7 separate regions of the Mus musculus genome follow, and regions 1, 2, 3, 4, 5 and 7 are each linked to region 6. The links are chromatin contacts, called in public Hi-C and promoter capture Hi-C maps. All regions are on one chromosome and are shown on one strand. Each heading gives the region's core, a stretch centred on a gene start, on an enhancer-like site or on the middle of the called end of the contact. The rest is flanking DNA. Distances are from core to core; before and after follow the strand shown.

Region 1 (2,700 bases), core at 22-2,521, 1.8 Mb before region 6:
ATGAGGCACTGTCTCAGAAAGTATAAATAAAGAGAGGCTAGGCATTTAATCCCAGCCTTTGGAGGGCAGAGGTAGGTAGATCTCTGTGAGTTCCAGGCCTGCCAGACCTACACAGTAAAACTCAGTCAAATAAATAGCAGAAAGCAAAGCAGAGGCCAGATGGAGCACTTCAAGGCAGAGAAAGAAAAGCAGAGGCCAGAGCTACTGAGTAAAGTACCCCAGGCATATGATCAAAAATCGGTAGGTTTTCTTGCCTGGTACACCTTTATCTTCTGCTCATGAGGGAAGTGCAAAGTAGAGACGAACAGGTGGACAAAGTTACTCTTCAGGCCTTTTGGATAAAGGTTTTCAGCCACAATCTGGCTGATAAAATTCTTGCCCGTGCCAGCCCAGCCGTGCAAGGACAGAGTCAATGGTTTCTTGGAATTTTTGTTGTTCCTGAAGCCAGTCAATGCCTTGAGAATCACTTCGGTGGCAAGGTGCTGTCCAAACAGCTTCTCTTCCAAGTCCAGCTTGAGGGCTGCGGAGGCCCGCACCGGAACAAAGAGAAAAACACAGGTTAAAAAAGTACCTGAGTCAGAGGCACAGTTAGCGACTGATCCAGCAGGGCCAGAAGGGATGAAAAATGCAGAGATCTCACAGATCAGAGCCAGAATCATAAGGACCTACAGTCAGATCCTTAAGTGCCAGTTCTCCTTAACATCTAAATGTCAAACAAGCTACACAGATTCTTTCATCCAGGGAAGAACCATTTGGCGGCTGTGCTCCGGGCTAGCTTTCCCGCCACCCCTGATGGCTCGAAAAAAAAACAAACAAACAGCAAGAGCAACAGGCGGGCTTTCTGGATGGAGCTCCACGCCTGGCACCCCCTGGCGGGGCGCACCAGCTGGCCCCGTTGCGTTCAGTTCTCCAGGTGGTCATTGCAAGGCCTGCAAAGGTGTGGCGAGGTCCCGGCCGTGTGTGTCTCCCGCGGCGCCGCATCCAGCAGGAGCGGGAGCCAAGCTCCCAGTGCCCTCCCGCCCGCCCCGACCGGCCCGCGGGCACATACCCGACGTGTTGAGGGGCCGTTCCTCATGGCAGCACTCGGTGAAGCGGCAGTAGAAATCGGTATAGGACAGGTAGCCGGTGAGCGCCGACACGGCCCCGATGGCGATGCCCACGCTTACGGGCTCGAACGCCCCCGCCACGTGGGCGGCCAGCAGCGCCCACAGGGCCGTGGAGCCCCCAAACGCTCCGATTCGTCTCATCGCACGCAGGGAAGCACCGTGCGGCTGCGCTCCGAGCGCAGGATTCAGTCCCAGGGACTGAACTTCCGGTACGGCGCTGTCACTTCCGCTTAGCTAGAAAGCCGCCTTGTTGGAAAGGGGCGGGGAGATTATTGTCACCAACGTTGTGAGTGTCAGGAAACCCTCTAGAGACCATTAAAGGAATTTCATTCCTATCTTTTAGAGGTCCTGTTTGTTTGTTGGTTGGTTTGTTATACAAACACACACACACACACACACACACACACACAGGAGACGGAGAGAGGGAGAGAACGCAGAGATGGATCAGTTGTTAGGGGCACTGACTAGCTCTTCCTGAGGACCTGGGTTCACTTCCAAGCACCCACATTCCTGTTTTGTGACGGTCTCTAACCAGTTCCAGGGGTTCTGCCACTCTCTTTTGGCCTCTGTAAGCACTGCACACACACACACGGGACACAGACATACACGCAAGCAAAACAATCATACACACAACATAATAAAATTATTGGAAAATTATGCACACATAAAAATCAAAAGCCCAGATTGGGCTCCCAGCATCCACATCTGGTGGCTTATGATTGCCTGTACCTCCAGAACTTTTCCTCCGAGCTTTGTGGGCACCTCCACGTATACGGTGCTGTACAGAAGCTCAGGCGTGCACATACATATAAGATAATACATAAATAAATAAAATAATAATAATAATAATAGCAACAATAATGTGTGCTTGTTGTGAGAGAGACAGGGCTGAGCACTAGGGATGTAACGCACATAGGGACACCTGTGGGGGATTCACAAGGGAGACAGACATTTGTCTATGCGCATACCACACAGTGGGCCCCAGGTTGCCCGCTGGGAATTCATCCATGGAGTAGAGTTGGTCCTGCCTTTCAGGACACACAGGCTGTAGGGGAGGCAAGCAAGGGGACAAGGACTACTGAGTCATCAAAGTCCAGGTACTGTGGGGCAGGGAAAGCCTTTGCCTATGCTGAAGATTAGAGGTATTAATCAAAAACCGACGAAGTTGGTCATGCAGAAAACAAGCAGTGGTGTGGTTTATGTAAAGAGTAGAGTTTGTAAACAGCCCGTCTGAAATGTGTGATTACTCCTCCACACGCCTTCATTATATCAACTTGATATAGAATTTGAAGCCACAGGCTTTTTTCCTTTTTGTTTGTTTGTTTGTTTGGGTGTTTTGTTTTGTTTTGTTTTTGGGACAGGGTTTCTCTGCGGAGCCCTGGCTGTCCTTGAACTCACTCTGTAGACCAGGCTGGCCTCGAACTCAGAAATCCGCCTGCCTCTGCCTCCCAAGTGCTGGGATTAAAGGTGTGCGCCACCACCGCCTGGCTGCCACAGGCTTTTAATAGGGACAATACAGCCAACTTGAAGATCATTCCCCAAGGAAATAGATTGTCCATACATACTTGGTCCAGACTTTGCCAAACTTGGTTGA
Region 2 (2,700 bases), core at 6-2,505, 1.2 Mb before region 6:
GAGTGAGGTTCAAGGGCTAAAGAAATTGCCACACTGTCAAGGGCAGGGTACATTTTTGCCTAGAGGTTAAGTGGGCTATGATGTGCCTCCAGCCTGGCAGGGCACTGAGTGAGAGACAAGGACATCAAATAGCAGGAGATATACTTCTCAGAGCATTTCAACAAGCCAGCGCACTAGCTCTCTGTGAGGCCTCAGTGGAGTCCTTCTCAGAGCACGCAAGGATAGGAATACTGAGGCTTTGAGAGATGAGGACCGAGGCTGGGCCGAGCACCCTAGCCATTGCCTGCTGCTTGCTTGTATCAAACCTGAGGGCCTTGAACGTCTGGGAAGGCCACCTGGTATTAGAGGTGAGCCTATTCTAGGATCCAGGCAGGAGGAGAGAGGGAAGGGGAGGCCTGGCATCTGTTTGCAGGTGAGTCCAGTTAGCCTTGTCTGTGCCCAAGAGGAAGGAAGGGTCCAAGCTCATCATCATATCCTACCTGTCTCTCTATTCTAATGCTGGCCACCAATCCTGCTCCACATTCTTGAGCAGGTAGGTTATCTGCTCCTCCACCCTGGCACCTTAGGCCTGATATCCCGGCTTTCCAATCCAGGCCCTCCTCTTTTGTGCAAGCCAACCCTACTAATTGGCCTGAGCATTCTCTCGTCCCACTTTGACCTGGCTGTGTTATCAGAACCAGGCAGTACTACAGCTCACTCTGCCTCATGTCCTGTTTGTCCCACCCCTGCACATCTCTGTGGGATCCCACGCAGCCGGGCATTGGGCAACCCCACAGTGAACATCAACAATATTCCAAGCTTCAGTATCTGCTCCTTGCGGAGCCTGGGCAGGGACCTTCCTGCTTTGGCCCCGACCTCCCTAGGACATCCTTGACCGCTGTCCACATACAGCGCTGCCCACAGCCGGCACACCTGGGGGGGGAGGTGCCCGCGACCATACTTTTAGATGCTCGCAGCGTTCCAGGCCCGGGAGTCTCCTCTCTGACCCAGCTCCTTTCTCGTTCCACCCACGGAGCCACGCATCCTCTCGAGCCGCCTGGTCCAGGGGATCCACTCATCCCACCTTGGACACCTTCGCGGGCTGGCTGGATCGCAGACCCCGGCGTGGGCCGGGTTCCATGCTCCGCAAGCCTCGCTTCTAGCCCTGCTGATCTGGTCGCCCGCGCAGTGGCCGTCACTCACCAGGGATCCCATCGCTGGGGAAGGGCAGCGTCTCCTTTCCAGGCGGCAATACAACCAAACCACGCCGCTGGATGGGGAAGGCGTGGCCTCGGGCCGGCCAACACAGCTCTGACCAATGAGCGTCTCCATATCGCTCCGCATCGGCGAGGCCCTTGGCCAATGGGGTGAGCTACGTGATCACGCAGACTCCGCCTCCCTCGCTTTTCGCACCGCCCCCTAAGTGTGGTTGCAGTGTGGAATGTCCTCTTCTCTCCTCCGATTGGTCACTAGGATTAGACAGACACACGGACACTAAAAAGGCGGTGGAGTTAGTGGACACCTGGGGCTTTCTGGGAAGCAGCTGCTTAGAGAGTCTCTGCCACACGCTGGTCCTCAGCGTTGTTGTCACTGGGATGTCACACCTGATTACCAAACTCCTGCGCTACACATACTCTCACACCAACAGGCACACACGCATGCACGCACACGCACATCTACAACCCTTATTTATGCATGGTTTGGTTTGGTTTCTTGGTTTTGGATTTTTTTTTTTTTTTTTTTTTTTTTTTTTTTTTTTTGAGACAGGGTTCCTAAAGGATCTATGCTTTGGAGACTAGCAGGTTTTGTATGTTTGTTTTTTAGTTTGGTTTGGTTTGGGGTTTTGGTTGGTTGGGTTGGTTTTTGGTTTTTTTTGTTTTGTTTTGTTATTTTCTGAGGCGATTTTTTTTTTGTGTAGCCCAGGCTGTCCTGGAACTCCTGCCCTCTGTTGGGATTAAAGCCAGGTGTCACCACCGCACTGCCCGCTGATCTTGAATTCTTGATCCTCCTGCCTCCAATCGCCTGAAGTGCTGGAATTATTGGGGTTTTTTTTGTTTGTTTGGTTGGTTGGTTTGGTTTTTTGGGTTTCTCTCTCTCTCTCTCTCTCTCTCTCTCTCTCTCTTTCTTTCTTTCTTTTTCGAGACAGGGTTTCTCTGTGTAGCCCTGGCTGTCCTGGAACTCACTTTGTTGACCAGACTGGCCTCGAACTCAGAAATCTGCCTGCCTCTGCCTCCCAAGAGCTGGGATTAAAGGCGTGCACCACCACTGCCCGGCGAAGTGTTGGAATTATATACAAGCATGTGAAACTCTGCCCAGCTACATCCAAATTCTAAATTAGTAAATAATTATTATTTGAATATCAGGGGAAAAAAATAAAGGCCAAAGTGAACTTTTTTGGTAAAAGGTGCAAGTAGTGCCTATATAGGCCAGAAGAGGGCGACCTCTGATCGCCTGGAACTGGAGTTACAACTGAGAGGAATTCTGTGGGTGCTGGGAATTGAACCCTAGTTCTCTGCAAGAACAATACACTGGGCTTACCAATTGAGCCATCTCTCCAGCCTCCAGTTACTGATCCTTTTCAGCCAGTGTGAGTTACTGAATAAAGACATGCAATTATAAATGGCTTTAACAGGACAGAGCTGGATGCTGTCTGAATGGTCACTATGGCCAGCTACAGACAGATCCTGGTAAGTACAGAGTAAAGAGGAACAATTTCGCATA
Region 3 (2,700 bases), core at 92-2,591, 1.3 Mb before region 6:
ACTTTGATAGGGCCCATCCCTGGACTGCCACACCTTAAGTATAACCCAGAACACCCAGAGGCAAAGTTCTCCTGGCCTGTGGCCCTGTGTTCTCAGCAGACCCAAGTTCTCAGGCCCTCTACCCAAGAGGACAGGCCCTTCCTGGACAACCAGAGGCCAGCAAGGGGGCCCCGGCTGCTCAGCAACAAACATTTATCCAGGGAGGGTGCTGGCAAGCTAGAGAGATAAACTACAGGTATTTACTGGGTGTCCACTGTGGGCCAGGCTCTGTGCCCAGCACCTCTTAGGCCTGTGGTCATTTGAGTCACACACCATTACAGAAAGGAGACACTGTACTTGGAGCCACTTAAGATGAAGTGACTGGAGGGGTGGTGCCTACCCTGGAGCCCGGAAACGTCTCACCCCAAGGCCTAAGCTCCGCTCCGCTCCACTCTATGGAGCCGAGCCGGAACTTCAGAACCATGGCTAATGGACCTTCCCACCAGAGAGGCGGGCACTCCCAGAGGCGTGTCAGATGGAAGCTCTTACAAGTCAGGCTCCCAGGGGCTGCATGCCCCCTTGGCGGCTGGCCTCTGCCGCGCTGCTCAGGGCGTGGCGCCGCAAATTCTCCCAAACCTGGCCTGGGTTTGCACACTCCCTGCAACTGGGAGCTTTCTCCAGTGAGCAGCCCGCAGCGTAGTGAAGGAAACTGTCACTCCCTGCACAGCCGAGCAGGAGTGCGGCCTCTCTGGCTCGGGGGAGGGCGGGGCACAAGGGACAAAGTCCAGGCCCAGATCCTCGCCCGCCCTATCCAGACCCTCCCCCGGCCCAGGACAGCCCACCAGCACCCCGGGACCCCGGAGAGCGACTCGGCCGCGCAGCCGCAGAGCACACGAGCGAGCCGCTCGCAATTTCTCCCTGCTCATCGCCGCCTCACTGCGCCTGCGCGGCGCGCGCGCCGGCCGAGCCCCTCCAAGGCTCGCTGTTTGACAGTTCCCACCGCGGTTCCAAGGCGCCCCGAAGGCGGTCCGCGCGGCCCGGAACGCCCGGGGCTGTGGCGGCAGCTCGAGGAGAACGTCCTCGGAGCCGGGGCAGGCTCTTACCTGCAGGGTATTCGACGTGGGTGAGGGTCACTGGCCGCCATGAAGCGGGGAGCGAGCACTGTCCGTCCGCTGCCATCTTACCCGGAGACCGGGCTTCGCAGAGCAGCCAATGGGGAGCAAGGGGGGCGGTGGTCCTGACCTATCACGCCGGGGAGACGCCACGCACCCAATCCGAGGCCGATTGCAGGTAGTGGCGCAGCCATTCAGTGTGCAGGTCGTGAGGCTGGCCCGTGCGGCGAATCAGAGAGCGGGGACTCGCGCAGCTTTGCCAGTGTCCAATCCCGTGCGAGTTCAGGTAGTTGACTAACCAATCAAGAGAATGGAGCACTCGCAGCGCAGGACAGAGCGCAGAACAGCCAATCAAAAGGTAAGCTTAGCTCGGCGTGTGGGAAGGGCGAGCCAATCAGGCGCTATCTCGGGGGGCGTGTTGTACTTTGGTGGGAGCTTTGGTTAGGCTGGCACCTGCGCCCAGAGTTAAAGCTCCTGAGAACCCAGAGCGCAGTGGAGGAGCAGCCTCAGCACCACCGGGTCTCAACCGACCCATTTGGAAAACAAAAATGTGTTCCTCACTATGAAGGCTAGGCTTGCCCCAGCATCATTCTGCCTCGTCCTCCAGGTTCTGGCTTCCTGTCCATAAATGTAAACTGAAGTCAAAGACCTAGTGCAGTTTTTTATTGCCCTTTACTGACAGACAAGAGGTGCAGTTCCGCAAAGGAACTTTTCTGTTAAAAAAAAATTATTGGTCCTCACTTCTGGGATGTAGCACATATTGTAGATATCTTAGATGGGATGCTATACGTTTCAATTACGCCGTAGCGTAGTGAGGCCACTTGGGACCATTTTCAGTATAATCCAGATGTTCCATCTACCCTTCTCTGTTTCCCCATTCTTGAAGAAACATTCTTGAAGAAACAGCCACACCTCCCACCCACGTCCCCTTTCTGAACCAACTCTCTCCAGACAGACCTACTTACTGTCTAGGCCAGATTCCAATTCCTCAAATTTCTCTGCAAGGAATGGGCACACACACTCCTGCCCCATTTGCCTGGCCCAGGCTGACTTGTCAGTTCATAGCTTCAGGTTCTGAAAATTAAGAGAAGGGCCTCCACAGAAGCAGGGGGATCTCTGTGAGTTGGAAGCCAGTCTGGGCTACCTCAGAAAGGGGGTGGGGGAGTTCCAGTGGTCTCCCACAATTGCACCTCCTTTGCCTACCTCATCTCTGGCTACACTTGACTGTAATTATTTCCTTGTCTGCCTCTGCCAGTATGCAACGGTTCTCTGACCTCTGACTAAGGCCCAGAGCATGTACAGTAAAAAAATAAAAATAAAAGCAGGTTCCGGGTCTGCCTTAGACCTGGGGGTACCCAGTAGGTCTAGGTTGGAGCCTTGGCCCTCCATATTCTATGTTCTGAGGTCACTAGCTACAGTGGCTTAGTCTGGCAGCCCGTGGAAGCCAGAATTGTAGGTTACTCTAAGTAGGCTGGGGACTCAGAATCCCCCAGTGGTGTTCAGCTTGTCTTCCGTCTCCCTACCCAGCCTGAACTTATCCAGCTGGGCCCACCTCCTAGTCACCTGCCCTTAGCTCTCTCTCTCAGGCAAAGTCATTATTAGCCTTTGA
Region 4 (2,700 bases), core at 66-2,565, 1.1 Mb before region 6:
AAGACTTTGTAGCCTCTGGCTACTCATTTCTGTCTCCAAAATTCAGCAGACAAGTGTCCCCATCCTCACAAAGACTCTCTCCCCTCCACACCTCATCCTTAAAGCTGTCCCTGTCCTAGCTAGGGCAGCGTTAGAGGAGGTTGTACAAGAGTGGCTGTCCTAGAACTACCACTATGTCAGCCCAGTTCCCATCAAGAAAAAGCTAATGCTCACTCAATGTGTTCTTTCAAAACAAGACAACAACTGTATCAAGCAGAACCAGCCCATCTTGACTCACTCCAGTCCAGTGCATGGCAGGTTCAAGAACCCTGGTCTCAAACAGAGGTTAGAGGCCCACGTCTCTACCCAGCACTCAGGAACCAGACAGGTGAATCTCCGTGAGCTCGAGGCCAGCCAGCCTGGTTTACAGAGAGAGTTTGAGGACAGTCAAGGCTACATAGTTGAGACCCTATCTCAAAAAACAAGCCCCCACCCCCTGCCACTGTCATCCCGAACTCTGCTGTTCCTTCAGCTTGGGGTCGCCTTTGCTGACCTCCAGCTCACCAACAACCTCCTGTACTTGTCACTCCTGCCCAAGAGATGCACAAAACAGGGACAGAACGAAACAGACTCTCATATCAGGAGTCGGTCGTTCAGGGAGCCCCAGTCTGAGGTCCCAAAAGCCTGTGCTCCCTTCCCCATAGCAGGGGACAGTCCGGGAGATCAGGAAGAGGGAGTGGTCTAAAGAGAAGCCGGCGCCGGGAAGCCCACGGCCAAGAACTGTAAGAGCTGGTGGGGGAGCTGTCAAGAGAACCCCGGGTGGAACCTCTGGGAAGGGGGCGCGTGCGCCAAGGGGCGCGGATCTGCGGGGACCAGCGCGGCAAGTGCGGCCTGAGGACCGCGGCGGAAACTCGGGTGAGAGGCGCGCGGAGAACAGGGTGCCCGGGAGGGGGCTCGCGCGCCGCCGCACGGCCTGGAGGGTGGAGACCGGAGCCGGCGCCCGCGGGAGGCAGGGCGGAGCGAAGCCCAGCGCGGGGCCAGGGTGGCCGGCGCCCCTGGGCAGCGAGAGCCCCGCAGAACTTGAAGGGGCGGAGCGCGCGTCCGAGGAGAGCGTCCCGTGCGGTGACAGCGCGCGTCTCATCCCCCACCCGACCCGCTCACCTGGGCTCTCCGCTCGCAGCCGCCCGCAGGCAGCCCGGGCCCTCCACCTCCCAGTCCGGCCGCCCGCCGCCGCGCTCCTCCAGCGCCTCCTTTTGTTTGTCCCTCACTGCACCACTCTGCCTCCCCCGCCCCGGAAGTGACGTCACGGCCGGACGCACCCGCGGCATCCCGGCCGTCGCCATGTCTGTTAAGGGGAAAGCTTGAGGCGGCTTCACCCTACTCCCGTCCACGTGCCTGCGCCAAGCCACTTCGGGGCGGAAGTAACGGGACAGAACTAAGCCCCCTTAAAGGGACAGGGATCCCTGCAACTTAAGGGATGCGTTACTCTGGCCAGAGCGGCCAAGTGACCCAAGCTGACGCAAGTATCCGCTCACCTCCTTTGTTCGGGTTCCGATCGCCATTGGGCCAGCGTCCTCATACCTTTAGTGCTGCTCGTTAGCTGACTCGCTGCCCAAACTCTTCAGGTGCCCGCAAATGTAACTGCCCTGCTGATGCTGACGCGCGCCTCGACACGTCCGGCTTGCGACGGTTGTCCCTGAAAAGCCGCATAATTCCGAGTTAACTGAATGGCTTCTCCGCCGCCGCTGCAATAAACACAGTTGAACTAAATTTAAAGGTTTCTTGGGCGATTAGTCGCGCCCCGGCGAGTTCACTGTCTCACACTAGGAGATCTTTGAAGTCGTTGGACTGGACTGGGTTAGGAACTTTTTGTAGAAGAGGGGAGAGAGGTAGTGCCGTGCTTGAGAAGGTATTGGAGTTTAGGAATCTGGTAGGTGTGTCCTGAGTCCAGTGGTCACTTTGAAACTAAGTATCTGCTTTATCCAGTATTTTGCTCCGACTTTTGTAAGCAAGGGCTTCTGGTGGGGATCTCTTTGTCCGGTTCCCCGGCTTCTGGCTGGAGATAGAGGATTGGCAGAGGGTGTGAGGGGAATTCTCTATCGGGAAACCTCCAGCCTAACGTTAGCAGCGAATTTTGAGCTGAGCTGAGGATAAAACCACATCTTCAGAACCAAGCCTCCAGACGCTAGCTGTGTGTGTGTGTTAATCTTCCCGGGTCCTCATAATTCCCAGGCTAACTGTAGTAATCCTTAGGTTGGGAAATTGTTCAGCTATTAAAACAAAGTGTTTCATGTACTCCAGTATGGGACGAGTTCCAGTAGCTTACGTGAAAGAAGAAAGGCAGGGAGCACAGCAATGAGTTTTTGTGGAGTTGGGTATCAGTGGTGTGTGCACCAGCTGACTAATATACACAGGCTGTACAGATGACCCTTCCCTCACTGAATGATCTCCGCCCCCTTTTACAGTGACAGGACCTCTGGAAGAGCAGTCAGTGCTCTTAGCTGCTGAGCCATCTCTCCAGCCCAGCCCCTTAACCTTAAATTTATATAAAGAGAAAGGGGGATATAAGTATATTTATCCACATACTAAGGTATATTTAGTTTCAAACTTTAAAAATAATAATAATTTCAACTTCAAAGATAATGCTTTTTTTTTCTGTTGCCAAAAAGCATTTTGCCCTGGGAAAGATATACCCTGCTAGTCCACAAAAGAATCCAGAGT
Region 5 (2,700 bases), core at 122-2,621, 1.7 Mb before region 6:
GCAGGGGAATGATGGATTGTGCCTTGTAGGGAGACTTCCCCAAAAGGAATTAATTGAACAAAGAGTCAGATGCAGGCTTTGTCCTAGTCTTTAGGGGAAAGCTCTCTGGTTGCCCAGATCTCAAGACTATTAAGGATTGGAGCAGAAACAAAACGCTAAGTCAGTGGTTCTCAGCCTCCCTATGCACGCTCCCTCATGCTGTGTTGACCCCAAATATATAACTATTTCCATTGCAACCTCTAACTGTAACTGTAATGTTGCTACTGTTGTGAATTGTAATGTAAATATCTGTGTTTTCTGATGGTCTTAGGTGACCCCTGTGAAAAGGCCGTTGTGACCCTCACAAGGGTCACAACCCACAGGTTGAGAAACACTGTTCTAAATCATATTTTTTAGACAGGATTTCATTTAGCCCACGCTGACCTTGAAGTTGGTATATAGCCAAGCACAACCTTGAATTGTTTATTTTGAGACAGGTTCTCTCTCTCTCTCTCTCTCTCTCTCTCTCTCTCTTGTTTTGGTTTTTGTTTTGTTTTGTTTTTGAGGCAGGGTTTCTCTGTGTAACCCTGGCTGTCCTGGAACTCACTCTGTAGACCAGGCTGGCCTTGAACTCAGAAATCCGCCTACCTCTGCCTCCCAAGTGCTGGGGTTAAAGGTGTGTGCCACCATTGCCCTGTGTTTGAGACAGGTTCTTACTATGTAGCTCTGGCTGGCCTGGAATTCATATGTAGACCAGGGTAGCCACAAACTGAGAGAGATGCCTGCCTCTGCCTCCCAAGTGCTAGAGCTAAAGCTGTGCACTACCACACTTAATAGCCTTGAGGTTTTTTGTTTTGTTTTGTTTTTCAAGACAAGGTTTCTCTGTTTAGTCCTGAAACTCACTTTGTAGACCAGGCTGGCCTCGAACTCTGAGATCCACCAGCTTCAGCCTCCTGAGTGCTGGGATTAAAAGCATGTGCCACCACTTCCTGACAATAGCCTTAATTTAAAAAAAAAAAATATGAGTATGAGTGTTTTGCCTCCATGGCAGTGCATTTTGTGCGTGCCTGGTGACCTTGAGGCTAGAAGAGTGGCGGATAACTTTGGCACTGGAGGCTGTGAGTTGTTCTGTATATACGGTATGGGAATCTAAGTCCGGTCCTCTCGCTGATCTGTTTCTCTAGCCTATGCAACTGCCTCCCAAGTGCTGAAATCACAGGCATGGGCCGCCACGCTCAGTTTCTTGCACATTCTAGACAAACCCTCTCCCAAGTGTGCTAAGTGATAGGAAAGGCGGTCTTAGGCCAGCAGGTGCAGAGAGCTCTGCACTGTGCCAGGCGCTCCGCGTGCTCTAGCTCATGTCAACGTCACAGCCGCCCCAAAGGGCTGGCGTTCCCGCCCTCACCGCCTTTGCGCCGGGACACAGCAGGCTAGGGTCCTGCCGGAGTCGGCTTCTGCTGCCCCTTCCCGGCGCTATGGACTGCGGGCTGGAATACGACCTTCCTGCGGCCCCGCTCGCCCCTGCGCGTCCCCCGGGCGCGAAGGTGTCCTGAGCCGAGCTCTGACTCAGGATGTTCCGGCGCCAGTCCATGGAGGGGACCCCGGCCTACAAGCCCAAGGGATATCCCGACGGGACCACCCAGCGCCGCCCTGTTAAGCGGCTGCCGATGCTGCTGCCAATGCTCGAAGGCCGTGTGGGGCGAGATGTAGACGGCGCGTGGCGGCGGGACCGCAAGTCCCAGCGCCTGCCTTGCGGGTCCCCCGAGTCCCCGAACGCTCGGCGAGACCGTGGGACCGCGCGCGCACTGCTACTGCCGTCGCTGCAGCCGAGCAGCTCGGCCCGGGAGGCGGGAACTCGGGGGAACCGGCAGCCTGCAGCCCGCGACAACCCTGACTCCCTGGGCACGCTGCTGGGGAAGCTGCTGCCCAACAAGTTCCGCCACTTCCTGCACCACCTGAGCGCCGAGAGCGCAGACCCAGAGGCGGACCGTGAGGCCGGGGGGATGGGGTGGGGAGTGGGTGTGTGTGCGCGGAGTCTGGGGTTCCCAAGCGAGGACTGTCTCCATCTCAACGGGCTCTCCTCCTCCCCCTTCTCCTTTCCTTCCTCCTCCTGTTGTCCCCACCCAGCACCCTCAGCGCCACATAACCCTAGGAGTACATCAAATCACTGCCTAGCTTCTCGGTCTTCCAGCTGCTTATTCCTCCCAGACCTGTGGTAAGCGGAGGGGACCCTCTTGATGAAGGAGGGGTTGCCTTGAGTGCTACCAAGGTGGGCCTCTGCTCACATCAGCTGTGACTTCTTTCTCTTTGAGGGACAAACCATTGCACTGGGACAACAATTTTAAAGAGAAGACTACCCTGGGGCTCCCAAGAGGTGAACTTGCCAGAGCCAAAAAGGCCCATCCGTGAGTAGTAGCTGTTGTGAGTACACACGTGCTATAATTTTGTAGCGTTGACTCTCTCCTCCCACCATCACGTGGGCTTGGGGGATGGAAAGGAGGTCATAGGCTTGCCTAACAATCACTTCTATCATTTCCCCAAGCCATGAGTTCTGGGAATGGGAACAGGAAGGCATTCGTTCGCTCCCTTGTTTCCAGACATTTAGTAATGGATTTACCGTGTATCTATCGATCCACTCACCTATCCATCCTTTCACGCACCTAACCCCTTACTCACAAACCAGGTCTTCTATAAGCTATTGTGAATCTCCATCCACCTAGC
Region 6 (2,700 bases), core at 191-2,690:
TCACACAGACACATGCAGGCAAAACACCAATATGCATAAAAAGTAAATTATTAAAAAAATAAATATTTCACTAAGTGCTCCATTGAGAGTGCTGACACCAACTCCATCTCTAGAGCAGTAACCTCAGGATCACCTTGTCCCTCTCCTCTGCTGCATCTGAGTCTAGCACTCCTCCTTTCTTGAGTCTTCCTATTCTTTCATCATTTGCCCGAATTACTAAGTCTAATCTCTCTGCCTCACCTGACCTACCTCCAAAAATTCCTAACAAAATGCTGCCAGAGGTTACTGCACACATTAGACTTATTTTAAAAAAAAAATTAAAGATTTGTTTTATTTATATGAGTACAGTGTAGCTATCTTCAGACACACCAGAAGAGGGCATGTCAAGGTATGGATCTATGCCACATTTTTAACTCTAGTACTTATCAAATAACTAAAAAAGAAGTTATTGTTTAATAAGACAATTACCTTGACCAAGGTCCTACAGAGAAGTGATGCTCTTTGTGATTGCTGGGCTTATCTGTGAGATGTGGCTCTGCATTCAGACAGATTCACACTTTGGCCCCCAAAAAGAACATTTCTGAAATTAAAATAAAAACTGATAAAATGTCCCTTACATTATGCATCTCACCTGGGCCTTGTGTCATCTAATGAGTTACCTAGGTCAGGTTAGATCCACACACTACTGGGGGGAACGGCTTAACACTGATCCCCCCCCCCAACTTCCCTAGGGACTGTTCTCCTCCAGGGGCCAAATAGGCACTTGATCACATCCGCTGTGGGCGTACGGGAGGCTGTCCACACCGCAACGCCTGGTACGGCGGGGAGGGCGTCCGGGTGCCCATGCGGAAGCGACGCCAGGACAGAGGGTCGGATCCTTACCCGGGAGGCCTCCCTCGCCCCGAAGCTAAGGGTCCTCGCTGTACATCGTTGCCCAGGGCCGGCGGTGCTGATGCCAGAACAGCAGAGATCCGGGGGCGGGCCTCGCTTGCAGGAAACACCAAGCGCTGCCCGCCCTTGGTAGCAGCGGCAAGCCGCCGCTCTCACCAAACGCAGCTCTCCAGAAGGGTCACAGCAGGCGCCCGCTCCCGCAGGCCGCGCGCAAGTTCCCAACGGCAGTAAGCCGCGCGCCCCTCACCGCGCACGCGCTCTCCTCTCCTGCTCGTTCGCCCGCTCGCGGCTTGTCCGCGGCGCGTCTCACCCCGGCTAGGCCCGGCTGCAGCGCGCTAACCCACCTCCATGCCCCCCGCTAGAACAGCAGACGGAAGGGCAAGGCGACGCCCAACGCCCAACCCGCCGCTGCCGCGAGAGCGGACCCCGCCCTCAGCCCGCCCCCGCCAGAGCCGGCTTGTTGTGGTACACCAAGGGGGCGGACCATGGGGGCGGACGGGAGGTGGAAAGTGCAGCAGCGGGGAACAACCGGCCTGACCGCTGAGTGGCGTCACTTCCGGAACGAGGGGGGTAAGTCCGACCAATCAAGGACTCCCGTCCAAAGGAGCGGTAAATTAGCCGAGGAGCCTGTCCCCGCCCCTTTCCTCGTCCCGCCCCCTTTCTCACCCCGCCCCTTCCCCGACCCTCTTCGGGGAGATGCTTACCTGCTGGTTCCCTTTGGGCTCTTCCGCTCCCCAACGTCCGCGACGTCTGTCACGTTTCCGTCCGAAACCTAAACAATAAAATGTGTGCGTGATTCTGCAAGGGCGCCCCAAGTCGAGGGCTCTGCCCGTTTCCGACCCAGAACAGGCTCCGATAATGGAACACAGTCATGTCAGATTTCCCAAAGGACAGTTGGGTGGCCCAAAACCTCTCCTCCTCAAAAACGGAATTTAGGAAAAAAACAAATCACTTTACAAGCCCGGCAGCCTGTGGTCCCTGTACTCAGAAGGCTTAAAGCCAGCGCATCCAGGCCCAAAGGCCAGCCTCGTACAGAAAGCGATTTCGAGGCCTACATTACATTCACCAAAATTTTAAAATTAAAATAATTCTTTTTTTTAAAAAGGAAAGGGTGTGATGAGGTTTCAACTCCAGACCTGGAGGTCAGCGATTTGGAGGCCTAAATTAACCAAAAATTAAAAGTTAACATTCTTTCTTTTTCTTTTTTTTTTTTTCCTTTTTTTTTTTTTTTTAAAGGAAAGTGTGCAAGAAAGTAACTCAGGAGCACTCACCTGTCACACTGTAACACTGGGTTCCATTGCCAACGCCACAGAAAAGAACAAGGCTCTTAGAGGTGGCAGGTGGGTCAGAGACCTTCCTACCCTGGAGAACCTTAACGCAGAATGAGAAGCCAGCGCCTGAAGCACGAGGGTAAAGCTCTAAGGAACGTTCCAGAAAAGGGGGTGTGGTTTATAAGGCAGCAGATGACCGTTAGAGGGGCTTTAGCCAATCAGGAAGCGGCAGTTGAAGCTGACCGTTATTTTCTCCCCCCCCCCTTTTTTTTCATTTCGTCAAAGGTTTCTATCAAAATCAAAGTTGCAGAAAGTGGTTTCAAACTAGAAGCACTATATGTATGCATGGTTTTTAAAGTAACACATTTATGATAGTTTTTTTTTAAACAAGACTCTTGATAGCTAACTGAAATTTTCAGAAATGAGGGGAAATGATAGAAACTACCCGCAGTTCCTTGTCCCTGATGATACAGATCCTGGCAGAATTCGTAACCCAGATTTCAGACTTCAGCAATATACCATGCTTTATTCGTGAAAG
Region 7 (2,700 bases), core at 123-2,622, 1.2 Mb before region 6:
AAAGTCCTCCCTCAACGATGGGTTTGCTAAGTTCCACAGAAAGCTCAAAGCCTGCTGGCAAGCCAAAACTTTCCTTTCCTTTTGAAAAAATTCATTTTTTTACAGTTTTCATACAAGTATTTATCCATAGCTGTGGATACAAGGTCTGGCATGAAACAAACCGGCCCTTGCAAGGACCACACTTTATCCACAGGAAACTCCAAAGAAAATGTTACCCCTGGAAGGTGAAGAGGCTAATGGAGAGAAAGATCAGCAATGTGTGTGATAATTACATGTCTGTCTGGGCGTTTCAGGTTTCCACAGGAAACAAGACCAAATAAAACTGGCAGAGTCAATTCCAGGTGACTGACAGGGAATGTTTACATTTAAGGGGAGGAAGGGCAGTGAAGACCCTTTCTGATCTATAATGTGGATACATACAGAGGTCTGGTTAAGGCTTTAGAGCCTTCCATCTGAAGGCTCACGGGGATTATCTCGAGGGCTGACAAGGGGGGACTGCCTATGTATGAACTGGACTTCTGAGTCCTGTGGAACAGGAGGCGCCTCTCCTAGTCGTGAGAAATGAATGAGGTAAGGCCTGCACGGCACTTTCCCAGGGTCTGGCGCTAGTAAGCGCTCTTTAAAGGCAAGCAGGGCTCGAAATTCATGTCTGTAATTTCCGCACCAAGAAGGCAAAGGCAAGACAACAAGGAGTTCAAGGCCTGCCCGAGAGGCAAGAGACCTTACCTCAAAAAAGAAACAAACAAACAAACAAACAAACAAAAGCACTCTTTTAAGTGAGAACTGTATATTTGTTTCGGGGTAATTCATCTTGTGTCCGAAGCCTGGCACAAAACCCGGAATCGCATGGAAGATGAAGGCATGCCTGCTGATTGCATCAATATCGGCATTAGCCAAAAATAAAAGAAGGCGGGAACTAAGGATGCCCGCGGGAAGAAATCGCGGCGTGGGCAAGGCACACCCGAGGGGGAGCAGGGCGCAGGGACAGCAAGGAAGGGATCGCAGTGGGGTGGGTCTTCCAGGCGACCCCGAAATGTCCCGCAGTGCCTACAGGCAACGTGGTGGAGCAAGCGTGGGTGTATGGGGACTACCGGAGGCTCAGGGACCACGGAGAGAGAAGGGAGAGCGGCAGGCCCGCTCCAAAAGTGTCCTCAGCCCCGCGAGCGGGAACGGTTTGGACCTAACCGCCTCCCCGGCAAGTGTCCGTCCACCCAGCCGGGGCTCGTCTCTGCCACTGCGGCTGAGCCCCGGTCCCAACTCCCGCCCAGCTCCCAGCCCGCGCTTCACGGCCACCCCCTGCCGCGCCCCACTCCGCACCTCACACACGGCCCACCAGCGGCAGCCGCCATCTTCGCGCGCGCGGCCCAGCCCCGCCCCCATGCGCCGTACCCACGTGACTGGGATCCTCCAGCCTGGGGGCGTGGGCTTCCGCCACGTGATGGTGGGCGTGGTCAAGATGGGGCTGTCAAGATGGCGCTGCCCTGGTGCGAGGGGAGTCCGCGGTGGAGGCGGTGGAGACTGTGAGCGGTGAAGAGGGCAAACATCTGCTACACCGTAGGTTGACAGCGGAGGCGGGTGACTGGGCGCCGGCTCCCAGGCCTCAGAGTGGCCCGTGGTGGAACACCCTTTTGGAAGCTGGAGAAGGTTGCTGGCTGGGTGAAATTGCTGCCCCTCTGCTTGGCGGGTTGAGGGCCCCAGAGGCCAAGGCGTCCCTAGTCACCAAACTTCTTCTCCCAAGAGCGCCAGACCTAGAGACATGACCCGACAGTGCCCTCCCCAGGAGTCTGGGGCTGCGCTGAGCGGGTCGGTGCTGGCGGAGGCTGCAGTGGTGTTCGCCGTGGTGTTGAGCATCCACGCTGCAGTGTGGGACCGATACTCCTGGTGCGCGGTGGCCCTCGCGGTGCAGGCCTTCTACGTCCAGTACAAGTGGGACCGGCTGCTCCAGCAGGGCAATGCCGTTTTCCAGTTCCGGATGTCCGCGAACAGCGGCTTACTGCCGGCCTCCATGGTCATGCCTTTGCTTGGGCTAGTCATGAAGGAGCGCTGCCAGACTGCAGGGAACCCATACTTCGAGCGCTTCGGCATTGTGGTTGCAGCTACTGGCATGGCAGTGGCCCTCTTCTCCTCCGTGTTGGCACTGGGCATTACTCGCCCGGTGCCCACCAATACTTGTGCCATCTCTGGTTTGGCTGGAGGCGTTATCATTTATATTATGAGGCACTCGCTCAGTGTAGGCGAGGTGATCGAGGTCCTGGAAGTCCTGCTAATATTTGTTTATCTCAACATGATCCTGCTGTACCTGCTGCCCCGATGCTTCACTCCTGGGGAGGCACTGCTGGTATTGGGTGGCATTAGCTTCGTCCTTAACCAACTCATCAAGCGCTCTCTGACTGAAAGCCAGGGGGACCCAGTGGACTTCTTCCTGTTGGTGGTGGTGGTAGGGATGGTGCTCATGGGTGTCTTTTTCAGCACCCTCTTTGTCTTCATGGATTCAGGCACCTGGGCCTCTTCCATCTTCTTCCACCTCATGACCTGTGTGCTGGGCCTTGGTGTGGTTCTGCCCTGGCTGCACTGGCTCATTCGTAGGAACCCCCTGCTTTGGCTTCTTCAGTTCCTCTTCTACACTGAAACTCGCATCTACCTCCTTGCCTATTGGTCTTTGCTGGCCTCTGTGGCCTGCCTGGTGGTGCTGTACCAGAA

What was found. Promoter capture Hi-C pulls out the DNA fragments that hold promoters and counts their contacts. A called contact is a pair of places that touch in the nucleus more often than the background predicts.
Region 1: a promoter capture Hi-C map of liver shows a contact between it and region 6, with 4 times the contacts expected there. The contact joins the promoter of Tor1b here to the promoter of Setx in region 6. A contact is called at or near these places in 2 of 39 promoter capture datasets (liver and pre-B cells).
Region 2: a contact with region 6 is called in a Hi-C map of muscle stem cells, with 7 times the contacts expected there. The contact joins the promoter of Miga2 here to the promoter of Setx in region 6. A contact is called at or near these places in 1 of 39 promoter capture datasets (pre-B cells), 1 of 484 Hi-C or Micro-C datasets (muscle stem cells) and 1 of 115 datasets of contacts at active chromatin or transcription factors (astrocytes).
Region 3: a contact with region 6 is called in a promoter capture Hi-C map of pre-B cells, with 2.2 times the contacts expected there. The contact joins the promoter of Dolpp1 here to the promoter of Setx in region 6.
Region 4: a contact with region 6 is called in a promoter capture Hi-C map of pre-B cells, with 2.4 times the contacts expected there. The contact joins the promoter of 1700084E18Rik here to the promoter of Setx in region 6. A contact is called at or near these places in 1 of 39 promoter capture datasets (pre-B cells), 1 of 484 Hi-C or Micro-C datasets (muscle stem cells) and 1 of 115 datasets of contacts at active chromatin or transcription factors (astrocytes).
Region 5: a contact with region 6 is called in a promoter capture Hi-C map of pre-B cells, with 2.6 times the contacts expected there. The contact joins the promoter of 1700001O22Rik here to the promoter of Setx in region 6.
Region 7: a contact with region 6 is called in a promoter capture Hi-C map of pre-B cells, with 3 times the contacts expected there. The contact joins the promoter of Nup188 here to the promoter of Setx in region 6. A contact is called at or near these places in 1 of 39 promoter capture datasets (pre-B cells) and 1 of 115 datasets of contacts at active chromatin or transcription factors (astrocytes).

Annotation. Positions count from the first base shown.
Region 1 is chr2:30,951,572-30,954,271 of GRCm38.p6, reverse strand. It overlaps Tor1b (torsin family 1, member B), which reads right to left and starts at 1,271. Exons shown (of 5, transcript NM_133673.3): 1 at 1,049-1,271; 2 at 255-520. The coding sequence starts at 1,247.
Region 2 is chr2:30,362,788-30,365,487 of GRCm38.p6, reverse strand. Miga2 (mitoguardin 2) reads right to left here and starts at 1,255. Exons shown (of 16, transcript NM_001242407.1): 1 at 1,183-1,255.
Region 3 is chr2:30,390,895-30,393,594 of GRCm38.p6, reverse strand. It overlaps Dolpp1 (dolichyl pyrophosphate phosphatase 1), which reads right to left and starts at 1,341. Exons shown (of 8, transcript NM_020329.4): 1 at 1,083-1,341. The coding sequence starts at 1,158.
Region 4 is chr2:30,236,246-30,238,945 of GRCm38.p6, reverse strand. It overlaps 1700084E18Rik (RIKEN cDNA 1700084E18 gene), which reads left to right and starts at 1,315. Exons shown (of 1, transcript NR_028299.1): 1 at 1,315-1,749. Lrrc8a (leucine rich repeat containing 8A VRAC subunit A) reads right to left here and starts at 1,177. Exons shown (of 4, transcript NM_177725.4): 1 at 1,141-1,177.
Region 5 is chr2:30,800,408-30,803,107 of GRCm38.p6, reverse strand. 1700001O22Rik (RIKEN cDNA 1700001O22 gene) reads left to right here and starts at 1,371. Exons shown (of 7, transcript NM_198000.3): 1 at 1,371-1,968; 2 at 2,107-2,194; 3 at 2,292-2,384. The coding sequence starts at 1,551.
Region 6 is chr2:29,123,732-29,126,431 of GRCm38.p6, reverse strand. Setx (senataxin) reads right to left here and starts at 1,440. Exons shown (of 26, transcript NM_198033.2): 1 at 883-1,440; 2 at 469-580.
Region 7 is chr2:30,285,088-30,287,787 of GRCm38.p6, reverse strand. It overlaps Nup188 (nucleoporin 188), which reads right to left and starts at 1,372. Exons shown (of 44, transcript NM_198304.3): 1 at 1,318-1,372. The coding sequence starts at 1,349. It overlaps Dolk (dolichol kinase), which reads left to right and starts at 1,434. Exons shown (of 1, transcript NM_177648.3): 1 at 1,434-2,700. The coding sequence starts at 1,757.